Regions from separate parts of the Columba livia genome. Here region 1 is linked to region 2. Evidence: chromatin contacts called from public Hi-C data. All regions are on one chromosome and are shown on one strand. The core of a region is the stretch at or near the end of the contact, and the rest is flanking DNA. Distances in the headings are between cores, read along the strand shown.

Evidence for each region. Hi-C and Micro-C count contacts between places; a contact is called where the count stands out from the background.
Region 1: a Hi-C map of crop shows a contact between it and region 2, with 2.1 times the contacts expected there. The contact joins the promoter of MDH1B here to the enhancer-like site in region 2. A contact is called at or near these places in 2 of 2 Hi-C or Micro-C datasets (crop and liver).

Annotation. Positions count from the first base shown.
Region 1 is chr7:36,930,749-36,937,491 of bColLiv1.pat.W.v2, forward strand. MDH1B (malate dehydrogenase 1B) reads left to right here and starts at 2,572. Exons shown (of 11, transcript XM_065069437.1): 1 at 2,572-4,184; 2 at 5,629-5,794. It overlaps FASTKD2 (FAST kinase domains 2), which reads right to left. Exons shown (of 12, transcript XM_065069430.1): 4 at 5,611-5,719; 5 at 4,022-4,145; 6 at 2,438-2,577; 7 at 1,973-2,145; 8 at 1,450-1,613; 9 at 201-422.
Region 2 is chr7:36,776,673-36,783,606 of bColLiv1.pat.W.v2, forward strand. No RefSeq gene overlaps it. Among named protein-coding and RNA genes, the nearest start is that of CREB1, 14 kb to the left of the region's middle. Within about 2 kb of position 4,634, at least 1 of the 3 cell types and tissues checked has an H3K27ac peak away from gene starts, as active enhancers do.

The DNA.
Region 1 (6,743 bases), core at 1,322-3,821, 150 kb after region 2:
AGTAAATTGACTTAAAAAGTTTAACAGAAGCATCCTAGAAAGTAGATTCGCCAAGCAAGTCCATCATTAGTTACAAGATTGTGTCTTCAAAGTGTTGCACTTTTAAACACTTGTACTCTACGCAAATTTCTAACCACCTTATTATTTTAGGGATTATAAACCTACATTAAAAACAATATGACAGTAATTTGGCTTCATACCGATATGATATTTATATGGTAGCTGAACATTTTGCCGAAACATGTTCTCATCTCCCAGAAGTTCTATCAGCGCATCCCGAGCCTTTCTGAGATTAACAGATACTAATGAGGAGCCATTCTCAGTCGGTACGAATGCAGGCTTTGTGAAGGAAGGGCTGTCAAGTTCCATACATGTTTTCACACAGCGAAGCATCATTTCCTTTTGTTCTCTGTAAAGATCATCTGAAAAAGGACACCAAAAAAAAATTACATCCAATGTATCATCTTGAGGGTCTCTTCCAACCAAAATGATTCTAGGATTCTGTGATCTCACAGAATTTTTCATTTTACTATCATTTATAGTCTATTCTGGCAAATTAATTTCAATCCAGAAATCGAAACCCAATTGTTTTTTTACTGAATATTATTGAGTATCTTCAATATATTGTTAAATATACACCTTCAATTCACTAATTATAATATTAAAGACCATGGCTGGAACCTGCCTATTCATTCAGTCTTTCACCCCTACTGTACACAGCTCTGCGCATGGTATTGGTTATTCCAGGAAACCTAAGGAGAACATGGAATGGGAGAGCATGTACAAAAAACCATTTATAAAACCCAGACAAGCAGAAGGGTATTTATAAAACAAAGAAGGGATATCAGACTTGGCCATAATTTTGAAATGGTACTTTCAGAGTACTAAGCTGCACAAACTCTAAGCAGTTACAGCTTTGCAGCTTTCAGGTTCAGTTCCAGCAGGCAGTGTTTTACTGTACACTGCAGCTCTGCTCTGCTCAACTACCCTACTGGCTGCACAGAACTGTAATATGGAAACCAAATTCTCCTACAAACCATTTCAAGTTCCTCATTGTAACTTGAAACAGTCGAAAAATCCCTTTTACTCGTGATTCCAGGTACTAAGGTTGGTTTACAAAGGTTCAGACTTCCTGTGTTTTTAAAAATTCCTGAACATCTGTCAAAGATAGAACCCCTGGCTCTACCATTTTCACAAATCTCATATTCACCTCTCTCCATGTACACATCTACTATTAAACTACTGCCACCAGGGGACCCAAGACAATAAGTTGGATGCCCTAGCACAGACACAGATCACTTAGTTCACCTGCATTAGCTTTGTCTTAAGGACTTCAACTTGAATATAAATCATTGTTTAAGTTCTAAATTTTTAAAACAATTACAACAAATGATGTACGGAGGCAGACTATCCTTTTTCAAACAAGAACATGACAAAGTAAGGCCTGACCTGATAGTAGAAGTTCGTTCCTGCTGTCCTTTTGCAGCAGCTCATCAAGTGCCTGATTAGGAAGATACCCTAAGATGCAAAGTGAATACGCTGCCTTCAGCAGTTCTGTGTTGGAAATCTGAGGTAGGTACTTAATCAAGCAGCTATGAAGAGTCTCAAAAAACCTTTTCCAAAAGCAGAAGAAAAGTATCTAAGTACACAAACAAGGCTATAGAAAATACAGATTTCAAACAAAAACACAAGTCAGAAATCTTTATTCTATTGTATAATTATATGTTGTGTAATCTAACACTAGCTTTTGATTCTTCTTTAAGGACACAGCTGCCTACCAACAGATTTAGTAGCCTGGTCAGTCTAGAACCAAGGTCTCAATTTTCCATTACAGAGGAAAATTCCTATGTAGAAAAAAATTACCTTACAGATTAATAAAACAGGATTATGAACTCTTTCACAACTTAGTTGTCATACATGACTCTATACTGACTACATAACGTATTATCAGGCATTCTAAATGAAAACCTACAGATTCTTTTGGCCTCTGGGAATATAGTAGAGTCTTGAATAAGCTCGGAGAACAATCAAAAGGCTTTTCAAGTTGAGGAATTCAGGGTCTTCTGTCACCTTCTCAGCAAAAACACCCATCAGCTCATGAGGCTGAAAGGCGAGTGTCTCAAAGGCAGAAAGGAGAAGGACAATCTAAAAGACAAGATAGAATTATAAGGTCAAGAAAGCCAGTGGATCCTATCTGTTGATTTTGTAACAGGCATTTTTAACGAAAGCAACTTTTTCAAACTGCAACACCTCTTTTATTTCTTATTTATTTATTCATCAATAAATAGAAGAGCATTTTAAAAAATTAACTGTATCAGCTTCATCAGATTGGTGTTCATAAAAAATGTGTTCTCTAAAGATCAAACACAAACTTGAAGTAAGGTAAAATGGAAAGCACCAGAAATGTCTTATGCTACTTGTACCACTCTAAACTCACCTGTCTTTTGTCCCAAAGGCAGGCAGCAGAATGAACATAGTCTGCTAATGCTGAGAACAGTTTTACATTACGGTACTGGAGATTGTAACAAGTTTCCAGAATGAGGATTAACGTCCGAAATGGAACATCATGAACATTCTCTGCAACGGAAGAGCAAAAAAGGACAAATGATACAAAGCAATGGGAGTTGTAGGTTGGGAGATACTGTGGGAACAGTTTGGCTGAAGGATGGAGAAGTGGAAAAAAAACCCAACAAACAACAAGGAACTGTGGAACAGACTGAGACTGGTTAGGCAAAATCAACTGAGCTAAATCACATGGAAGAAACAGAGGCAGAAGAAAACAAACCGAGTCAGGACCAAGCTAGAAAGGGATAAATCACCAAAAGGGGACAAATCAACAACAGAAGCAAGAAGACTCTGTTCCCAGAAGATCTTCTGTTCCAGGATTCATGTTGCTGGACACTTTGACCTTAACTTCTCTCTTCTGCAGAATTAGAGAACTAATATCATCACTAGGTCACTCCCTTGCTGCTGCAAAAATTAGCTCAATAAGTACCCATGAAATACACAGTTACAAGAATTCTGGTCAGGTCCCCAGCTATGGAAGAGAGGGCTGCGTTCTTAAGAGCCCCAGCACAGGATGTGAAGAACCTGCTGGAGAATTCCTTTGCCCCATGGTCCCCAAAGCGTGCTTCTCCCTCCTCTTCCGAATCCATCTCCAGCCTCTGACAGGGGTCATTTCTGTCCAGAAATTAATTGCACTGTCCCCAGAACATAATTTACATGATGTGCAGCATGTAAGACCTGAAAACGTGCACTAAAAAATGCAAAACAAATAGAGTAGCTGCTCACTCTGTGTATGCCACCTAGTCTGTGTACTCAGTGTGGAATACCCCATATATGTTATTAAAGACAGTGTCCTAACACCTACAACAAACAGTAGCTGTACAGGCAGCCCAAACACTCCTGCTTCATTTATGTTAAGAATGCTATTTTGCTATTTTACTGGGTTTTTAGACACAAATTCAAACGTATTTCAAGTCTGAATCAATACATACTGACCACATATACTTAAGAAATGTATTCTAAAGGTATGGAGAGAGGTGAAAGCATTAGTTTAACTTATTTTTTTTTTTTTTCTGGGCTGCAGCATGAGGTCAATTAAGCAGCATTCAATAATGAAATCCAGTTCACCAGGGAAACACTATGTTCCCTTTAGTTTATCAACTAATCACACTAAGCCACCAATTCGTCCTGTAAGATGTCCATTTCCAATTCAGATTTGTTTTAAAAGTTTATCTGAAATCTACTTTTTCTTGCTAAATTCAACTCTTTTTCCTAAAATGTAAAGAAAAATATATAGTTCAGGTAAATGTTAAGAAGGCCAGAGAATTATTTGCTTTCATTATCAATAAGTAATTTTCTGTCTTGCTCCTTGTCAAATGGCTCCGCATTACTGTAATATCTTGTAAGGCAAAGATGTTTCCTGAGTTTTAAAGGAAATCAGAAAAGGGAGATGAGACAATAATTAGGAAGAATTTGGTATAAGGAAGGGAAATGTAATAAACATGTTTTTTCTTACCCTGGATCTTTTTACTGCAGGCATTCAGGATTGGAATGGAACAATAATTCATTGCAGCAAGAGCCAAAAACACACGCAGAGCATTCGAGAAAGTCAGACGGTCTATCTCTTTCAGAACTGCCATCTAAAGTGAATTAGAGTTTATGAATCCTTCATTCTTCAGGTATATTATCACTGCTTTCTTAGCCTGCTCAGACTTATATGAAAGAAAAAGGAGCAACAAACAGCAAAAGTATAAAGTAACTACTCTCAATTTCTTACTACACAATTATAGCAGATCAAGTGTTCTATAGCCATGTCACTATGCAAGTTCCCAGAAATTTGCCTTTATATGGATTTTTTAAAAGAAGTCTCAGTAGAGCTTATTTCCAAACACTGCAAATATGTATCTTCTACCAACTCTTAAAAATGTAGCAAAAATATAATTGGCATAGTTGACTTATTTAATAGTGCTCCAATTACTGTTTTGGATGCACATGAAAGCTGCAAGCCTTCAAAGTGATCCACCAGCACACTGGGTGCTGTACCTTTAATACAAACACCCAGCTACAAATGCACACTGAGGCACAGAAGGTCAGCTCTGTTGCCACAGAAGAGACTTCATTTATCAAAGCAGTAATTAGATTGAAATAAATGACAGTAAAAATGAGACTACAAAGTATATTGGCTATTAAAACACAATATTCTTACTGCATGCCTATCAAAGGTTAAACATAAAATGCATCTACAATAGAAATTACACAGTATTAAAAATAGCACCCTGTAGGCTCGCAAAATTAAGAGCTCCCTTCAGTTAACAAGTGGAAAGGTTACTTTCCTCTTGGTTCCACATTCCACCATATCTTCAGCCAGTTTCTCATCATCTTGTGAGTAGTACCTTGTCCAAGGTTTCCTGATTTACTTAAGTCAAACACATTGCGTGAGCCCCCTGCACTGCTCTATTCTTGCCCAGTTTCCCATCACCGTTATCTTCCCTCACTTCCCCACAAATACTACTATGAACTCTGACATCAGAGCCCTTTGGCTACGTGATGAAAACCTTAGCAGACCCTGTTTGAAAGAAGGTTTCAAAAAGTGTCTATAATCAGGGGACAAAACCCACTACACCCTACCATAAAACCTTCTCCCAGCCCCTATATTTCCCAGGGGACCTTTCAGACACAGAGAAAAGAGAAGGCTGTGAGCTAGGTGAATTCTCCTGGCATCTCACTCCCATCGGTCCTCTAGTCTGCTGTCTTCTGGTCTTCCAGCCACAAGCCGGGCAAGGGAATCGGGGAACAGCCTGTAAATGCTTCTATGAAATACCATGTAGCCAACCCAAACAAGAGGTGAGGGCGCTGCTATTTTAATGGCTCGATTCCTTTTGTACCACCTCCATTGCTTTCTGCCCCCTTTCATGGTGGGATATCCCCAGTGTCCAAATTTAAGTTCCTCCTGCAGATATAACTGGACTATGACTCATACAGCAAATGCTATTAAGATCTATTAGATTTTCTCTTGGAGTGTCTGGAAAGAAACATACACAATTTATAAATGATGCAAGAGCACAGGCTTTGTGGAAGTAAAAATGAGCCTCCTACTAAATTTACCTCTAATTTCTTTTTCAGAAAGACTGGAGCATCTTTTCCCACACATTTCATCAGGTTTTGCAGCATAAAGATGTCTCTGATACTTGGAATGCGCTGCTCCACTAGTAATCTGATGAAGAAACACACACAAAGCCTTCAGCTAGAGAGTTAACTGACAGAGTTCTCCTCATTTCAGCAGAAACAGGTAGGTAGCCCCACTCTGCCTCACTGATGGACTCCCAAGTTAAAGCTGTAATTCTCTGCTCCTCTCCCACCCCCTTTTATGCAAGGCTGGCATAACTCTGCAAATATAGCTGCAGCACGGATATTTTCCCACACAGAAATAGTTATTTATGCTTTCTTAATGTTATCCTGATAGATGAGTGTTTTTGCTGATACATTACCAGCAGTGGCACCTGTCCAGTCTGCACATGTGACTCTGCAGATGTGAGTGCTGTTAAGCCTCAAGGAATTAACTCTATTCTGCAGGAAGTCATCTATGTGCAGGCAGGTTCTGAAACTTGGGGACAGACACTGACAACAACTTGGTGCAACTGAGGGAAAAAAACACACAAGCAGTGCTTGTGGGCTGCAGGAACAGAAGGGGTTATCGTAACACCGAGGGATGATAAGCACAAGATGAAGGAGTTCTGCATTCCCAGCACCTCCTGTTCTGGCTCAGATGGAGGTAATTGTTATGTGTGAATCACCCTTAAATAACCCAGCTACAAAAACATGAAGTGTTACTTTCTAAGGCAGTGCACTTGCTCTGAAGTTCATCCCTGCAGATGTGGCTTCTTGCAAATGGGTAAGAGCTCCAGACATCAAGAGAGAGAAAAAGCTATAGTTTGATCTCCTGCTTTCTATCAACTTACAAAAGCTGTCTACCTGAGCTTCCAGGAGAACCTGCTTTTTGCCTAACACATCCACCTTCTCAAAGTAGGACCTGACACAGGACCAGAAGCACTAATCCACGGCAAATTTTGTGACAACCTAAGTAAAAATCCCAGGAGTAAGCAGACTGGTTACCCATATAAAATCCATTAGCCCACCAAAAAAAAATCACTACAGCCAAAGAAGTTATTCTGATAAAGCACTACACAGGCAGCCTTGCTGGACACAAAGATAAAGTCTAAATTTGTCTTAATTTTAAC
Region 2 (6,934 bases), core at 3,384-5,883:
GAGGGGCTGGCCGTGGGTGCCAAGAGCCCTGGGGTTTTGCTGCTCTACCGAAGGGAGATTACAGCATGAGGTCTGTGTGTTTTAAAGCAGTAGGCAAGGCAGGGATGCCTGGTGCTCTGCCAAGTATGCAATCTTGAGTGCTGGACTCTCAAGCCAACAAGAGGGAGGCCAAGGAAGACAGCAAGAACTTTTTTTCTGCATCTTAATTTATAGATGTTTCCTTAATCCTCTCGCAGACCTCATCTGTTTGAGAAATCAGGTTCATATGTCATCCGTAATGTCTGCTGCCAGACAAATAGCACCATAGCATCTGCAATTTCCATAAGTGTGTTGCACTTTGAAGACGGAGATACATGGGACACTTCAGCATAGCTTGCTTTTAAGAGCCGCAGGATTTGCCTCATCAACGTGAAGGTCTATTTGCTGTTCAGTGCACACTGGTATTAGTTTCGAGTTGCTCAGATGCATCAAGAGCAGAAGAGCTCGTTGCTCTGGGAAGGTACTGTCAGCCAATGCATTGCCCAGATCTTCATTTAGAAGGCAAAAATTGAGAGGAAGCCTCAAAAAAGGAGAAAAAAAGGCAAAAAAAAAAAAAAAGGCAACCCTATAAACCTTACATAATTTCCTGAGTTTCATTCATTTTGCTGTAATTTTACACATGTCTTCACATTAAGTGCTTACATTGTCAGAGGAGCACTCAGGATAAGTAATGTCACTCAGCGAGTCACAAATGGAAGCTATGTCGGCTGGCGTTGCAAAATGGATCTATAACTGGCTTTTTGTCCCTCAATTTGAGATGATCTAATTCGATTTCTGTGATTTACGGCTGGGAGGAGGATGCTCACCGTCCTCCCACTCCCTCTGTGCGCCTGGGCTCTATGTCTTCCCCTCTTCTGAATATCCCAGGTTTTGGAGGTAATTCATTTCTGAAAGGGCAGTGCACGTATCTCCTGCCTATGCCAATTTGTACACCAGTAACTGGAAGGGGCATTTTTTTACCTGTCCTTGCTGACAGCCCAGGATAGCAAGTATCACTCATGCCAGCCCTGAATTTGGAGATCATGGTGAAACTGCATTTGTAAGAAAAACGAGCGAGGCGTTTGGGGTGAGTTATGGACACCCACAGGAATTTACCACCGCACCGTGGAGCTGCCGGTGACAGCGGCAGTGCCCGTGTCATCCCAGGCTTCTGCTGCTGCTTGAAATCCTCTTCTTGGCTTGTTTATTTGCTTGCCGTAGCTCTGACACAAAACTTCCCGCATCTGTGGGTTTCCCTGGGTTTCAGTGGGGTTCAGATCAAAGCCGTGACATATAAAAATAAACAGTCTATAAAATCTCACAAGCTACTACTCAGGCAAAGAAAGAATCGGCGCTTAATGTACTGTGCCTGATTTAGCAAAAGAGGTGTTGCATCTCAGTATCAAATATGATTAATATTGAGATAACCATGCACATATGGGCAAAATTTACTGCTGGCTATCGGCAGTGGCAGGACAGACAGACTCCTGCCATGACCCTGGCAGGTCTCTCATGGCTTTCCCAGCACCCTCTTCCCTCTCTGCATCACACTCGAGTCATGAATATATGTATCAACTATAGAATAGTCTTAAGGAAACATTCATCTTGCAGAGCAATGCCCATTGTTAAAGACTTTTAGGAAAACAAGCCCATTTGAGCACAGAGCTGGAAATGAGGACATTCTCACAATAATTTTTTCTTCGGGTTAACAGCTTTCAAATAAGCAGGTGAAACGGTCTGAGGTGATTAAAGCAGTAGAGAAGATTAGTTTTGTTATATATAATCACCTTTGCTTTTCTTTTATGTGTGGAGTGATTTTCTCAGCAGGATGTGTTATCTGTTTCAGGGAACGCTAGATTTTTTTTTTTTTTTTTAATGTAAATCAGCTTTTTAATCTTTTTGTGCCAATTTGATAGACTGCAATAGCAATTCTGTTTGGTGGTAGTTTCCCCCCTTCCCCAGGCACTTCTTTGTCTTTAATTGCTTTAATTGTTCTAATTCCAATAAACCTGGGATCACACCTTGGCTTGTGGAAATTTGCTGAGGGTCTGTGATGTTCAGCATGGAGCTGCTTCTCCAGACCTCTTTATCAGCTCACAAAAGTGGGGTGTGGGGACACGATGGAGCGAGGGGCGGACCTCCTCTAGGATGGGTTACACTTCATCCCAACTCCATTTCACCCCTGCTCATACAGGGAGTGGACACGTTCTTCACCCTGCCTGCCCTGTCTTCTCAAAGAGATGAAGTTTTGGGTTGAACAGAGGCTCTCAGAATTCACATGTGTTTTGTTTGTTTGTTTGTTTACTATTGCAACTTTTGCTTCGTTCTGTCACCCTCAGCCCTCTCCTCACTTTATGGGGAGGACACATCTGCCCATAATGGGACATTCCCATCCGAACTCCTGTGCTGCTCACTGCCTCAGAGAACAGACCCTGAGCTGTTGCTCCACATTGGATTACAGCCAGAAAGAAACGAAAGGGGCAATTTGGCATCCTCATGCATTTTATTGGTGATCCGAGATAATTTCAGTCTGGTAAAATATGTCCCTCCATCAGTCCCTGGGCCTCAGTGGGGCATCCTTGCCGAAAGATGCAACGTGGAGAAATGCCTCCATCAGTATAGGGATGTATTCCGCCCTGGTGAGACCACATCTGGAATATTGTGTCCAGTTGTGGCCCCTCAGTTCCAGAAGGACAGGGAACTGCTGGAGAGAGTCCAGCGCAGGGCAACAAAGATGCTGAAGGGAGTGGAGCATCTCCCGTGTGAGGAAAGGCTGAGGGAGCTGGGGCTCTGGAGCTGGAGAAGAGGAGACTGAGGGGTGACCTCATTCATGGTTACAGATATCTAAAGGGTGAGTGTCAGGAGGATGGAGCCAGGCTCTTCTCGGTGAGAACCAGTGATAGGACAAGGGGTAATGGGTTCAAACTGGAACACAGGAGGTTCCACTTAAATTTCAGAAGAAACTTCATCTCAGAACACTGGACCAGGCTGCCCAGGGAGGCTGTGAAGTCTCCTCCTCTGCAGACATTCAAACCCGCCTGGACACCTTTCTGTGTAACCTCATCTGGGTGTTCCTGCTCCGGCGGGGGGATTGCACTGGATGAACTTTTGAGGTCCCTTCCAATCCCTGACATGCTGTGGTTCAGTGGTTCTGTGTTCATGATGGTGCATGAGCTCATACAGCCTGTCAGGTACACGGTGGGGCAGAGAAGAGCCTGAGAAACAATTTCACACAACCCACTTGGAAAACAGTCCCCGGAGCAGCCCGGATGAGAAGGGCCATCTTGGGAGTGCTGGGAAATGAGTGTTCATCTGTCAGAGGCATCTTTGAAGAAGGTGGAGATGGCTGCACTACCCAGCTCTGATGGGGCTCTCCCTGCGTTTGTGATGCTGCCTGCACCAAGAAGCTCCAAATTCAAGGAGATGGTAAAAAGAGGTTTTATTTCCAAGGAAATTGTGTCTAGAAGGCACAGGTCAGCCCGGAGATGCAATCCTCCTCACCCAGCCCCTCTCCCCAGGCTCCCCAGTCCAAAAGCTGGCAGGATGAGGCGGGCTGCTCTTTTGATTAAGTCACTATGGGGGCACACACCAGCTCTGGGGTCACTGACTGCTTCTATAGAAAAGTTAAGCTTTATTGGGAAATAAAGAAGGAAAACACTAGATTATTATCAGGGAGGAAAAAAAGGTTACAGTAAAAAAGGGAATTAAGAGAAAAATAACAAGTTGACCGTTATTAGGGAGGGAGATGCAAAGAGATAAAAGAGATAAGGGGGGGAACAAACATCTCGTACAGTATATTAGGCTTCAGTGTGGATGTAAGTATAAAATGCTCCACAAGTCCTGTAATTGAGAAAATCCATCAAATGTCCTGACAGCTGTTCCAGCATTTCCAGAAGCGATAAAACTTGAATTTATTTCACTTCTGGAAAGGGGGCAGTATCACCTTCTGGCGGCTTTAATGAAATGCCATAAAATTTGAGGAAAAACTGTGCTGTAAAGCAATAAAAAAGGGCAGTCAGCAGTGGGTTGTTTGCTGAAACACTGTCAGGGGGGACGCAGTGGGGTGGACGTGCTTCCGATGGCCACGACACCCAACTTGCTGGAGAGGACCTGGGAGAGGCTTGTGTGGTTTCCACCCATGGTCGGCCAGCCCCAGCACCCGGGCCAGCTTGGAGCAGAGAAAGGCTGTGACTGTGGGTACCAAGGAAATCTAATTGTTTTTTTTAACTCTGTCACTTGGTAACAGGAGAAAACGTGGTTGCTGCAAAACGCCTCCCCTTCTACAGTAGCTGCTCGGCAGTGCGCTTGTTTTCCTATTTAATTTGTTAATTGAAACTAAATTTGTAATACACCGTTTAACTTATTTGAAGACTCCCGGACTCCGTAATTTAGCCCTAATTTGTTGGCAGGAGAGTGCACCTTTTGCATACATTTTTTCTTTTTGGCTCACCATCATCTCTCACATAATTGCTGAGACGGTTTCCTTCCATTGCCTAATTTTGTGTAAATGCCGCAGGCACCTTGGGAGTCAGCATTACTACCCCCAGCTGGCAAATGTTATGGATCTAGGTAATACGTTTAAACAGGAATGGAAAGAGAAGCCTAAAAATAGAAGGGAGGGAAGAAATGGTGCTGGCCGTGCAAAGGGAGCTGGCGGGGGGTACCACTCACACTTTACCTTCCCTGGGTGACACAAGGGGAAAGTTGCCGGGAAAGCAGAATGAAAGCCACTGATTTGCTCCCAGTTATGGTTTAGTGATGTAAAATCCTCCATGCCAAACAAAAAGCTGGGGGTGAGGCTGTAAAAACGATCTGGCTAACGTGTGTCCCAGTCATTACAGGCAGTAAATCTCTGTGTAATGCCGGTTTCTGCTCCGTGACCCCCTGTGCCACCGGGAGTACGGCCACGGCCACTGCTGTGTTGCTGCCAGCATCTCACACTCTCAGGCACCTCCAGTGGTTGATGAACCTTTTGGGGAGTAACTGGGACAGCTGTATGGGATGAGAAGTCTGTACTTTGGTCAGGCTGCGGTTTCCAGAAGCTCAGCTGGGGGATGCATTTGGGGGTGGGTGTCTGCTGGAGGGGGTTCAGATCCAGGGAGGCATCTCATTGCCAGTGTGCACGAGGTGGGGCTGCCTGTGCTCCATGGCACGCTGAGCGCTTTCCACCACGAACCAGACAATAAAGAGAGAAAAGCTGAAAGGTGGTCTGCTAAAGGACTATGGAATTCCTAAGTAGGCTGTTCTTTTCATACACGTTGGCGGATTTTGGCCAAATCTGAGAGGCTGAGTCCTGCTGATAACCCCCGTGCTGCTTGTTCTGTGTTCCCAGCCTGAGTTCCCTGCTGCTGGCAGGGATGTTGAAACAAGCAGGGAATGATCGTTTTCAACCAGCAATGATAATTCGGAGCCCTTTTCCCTGATGGGCGAGATGCAGCTCATGGCTAAAGGCCCAGCGATGTCTGTGGGGGGAGCCTGGACCAGCCCCGGCGTCTGACTGGGTGTCACAGCTGTGTGCTAGACTGAAAAAAACAGAGCTTTTTTTCCACAATAAGTAATCTGAGGCAGCCCACGATTTCCAGTAGGAATTAAATGAGTTCTAGGGAGGGGACTTCCCAAGACTTCGGTGGCAGCCTGTCAAGGAGCTGATACTAAAATACCCCTCGGCATGAGCGGGGCAGAGCTGACCCCCTTGGTGAGGGATGGCACCGTGATGGCATCGTGATGGCATTCCCGGCTGTGGGAAGGATTCTTCTGTTTAACCCAAAGTCCAGATTTCTGTGTGAGGGTTCCCATAGCAACCAGGCTGCGAAGATTAAATATTTAAAAATATGGAAGTGATGCCAGTGAATGCAAGAACTTTGGGGCAAGCAGTATCTCCCCGCTCCATCCCAAGGGAGGAGCATACGCTCCTACAGCAAGCCAGGCGCTTATGGCGTCTTTCCAAGTGTGGCTTGGTCATGGTCCACACCGGTGTCCCATGGCCCTGCCACTGTCATCCCCCCTGCAAGGCTTCCCCTGGCTAGAGAAGCCACCCTGTCCATCGCTCCACTCATCACCCTGCCCATCAGTCTCCGTGGGGCATCTCCCCCTTCTCCATGTGATTTTCCACAGGAGAAAGTGCAGGGCATGAGGCCAACCCCTTTTTGGCCATCAGTCCTGCTGCTGCCAGCACTCCTTAGCAAAGGAGTGGGGAAAACGCCTCTGCCCAGTGAAACATCAAGTGTGGAGAACTTCGAAGTCACTCCCGACAATTTGAGGTGGGGAGAGCTGACCAAAGGCTTGCCTTCGCTTTTACAGCATTGCCGTTGGAAAGCGCTGTTTAGGAAAAGCAAATGCTCTGTGGGAAGGGATTTGTTGTATGATATTTTGATGTAAATTTTCTAATCTGCTGGAAATTGGTAGGGTTTGTTTTTTTTTTCCAGACATACTGCTTTACCCAAAGATCGTTCTTCAAACCTAAACGGTTCCCATCCTACGGTAAACGAAAAACCAGCAGTAACAGCGATGCAGGATCTTCACTGGGAGTTGCACGTTTCGAGTTTAAGGTAGTCACCTCTTTGCCCACCAGTCAACATTAATTTATCGATACAGCGATTAATAGCGGTAATGCTAAAGGAAGGCGGTGCCAGCATCCTGGTGTCTGCAGAGAGGTACAGATGGCGTCTCCAGACACAGCGGAGCTTTAACGGCACCGCAATTTCAGCTCCCATCTCTGGAAAAGAGATGTCTCATTTCTGAAATCACTGGAAAGTTAGGGAAGTTGAGTTTTTAATGGCACCCACCATACCTATATCCACGTTTAACGTTTCAGCCTTGTCTCTAAGGTAAAGAAAAGTGAGGCTCATTAGAGCACTTTTTCTAATTAGCTGCTGAAAACAGATTTTCTTTTATAAATGCCTAAATGTAAAGTTAT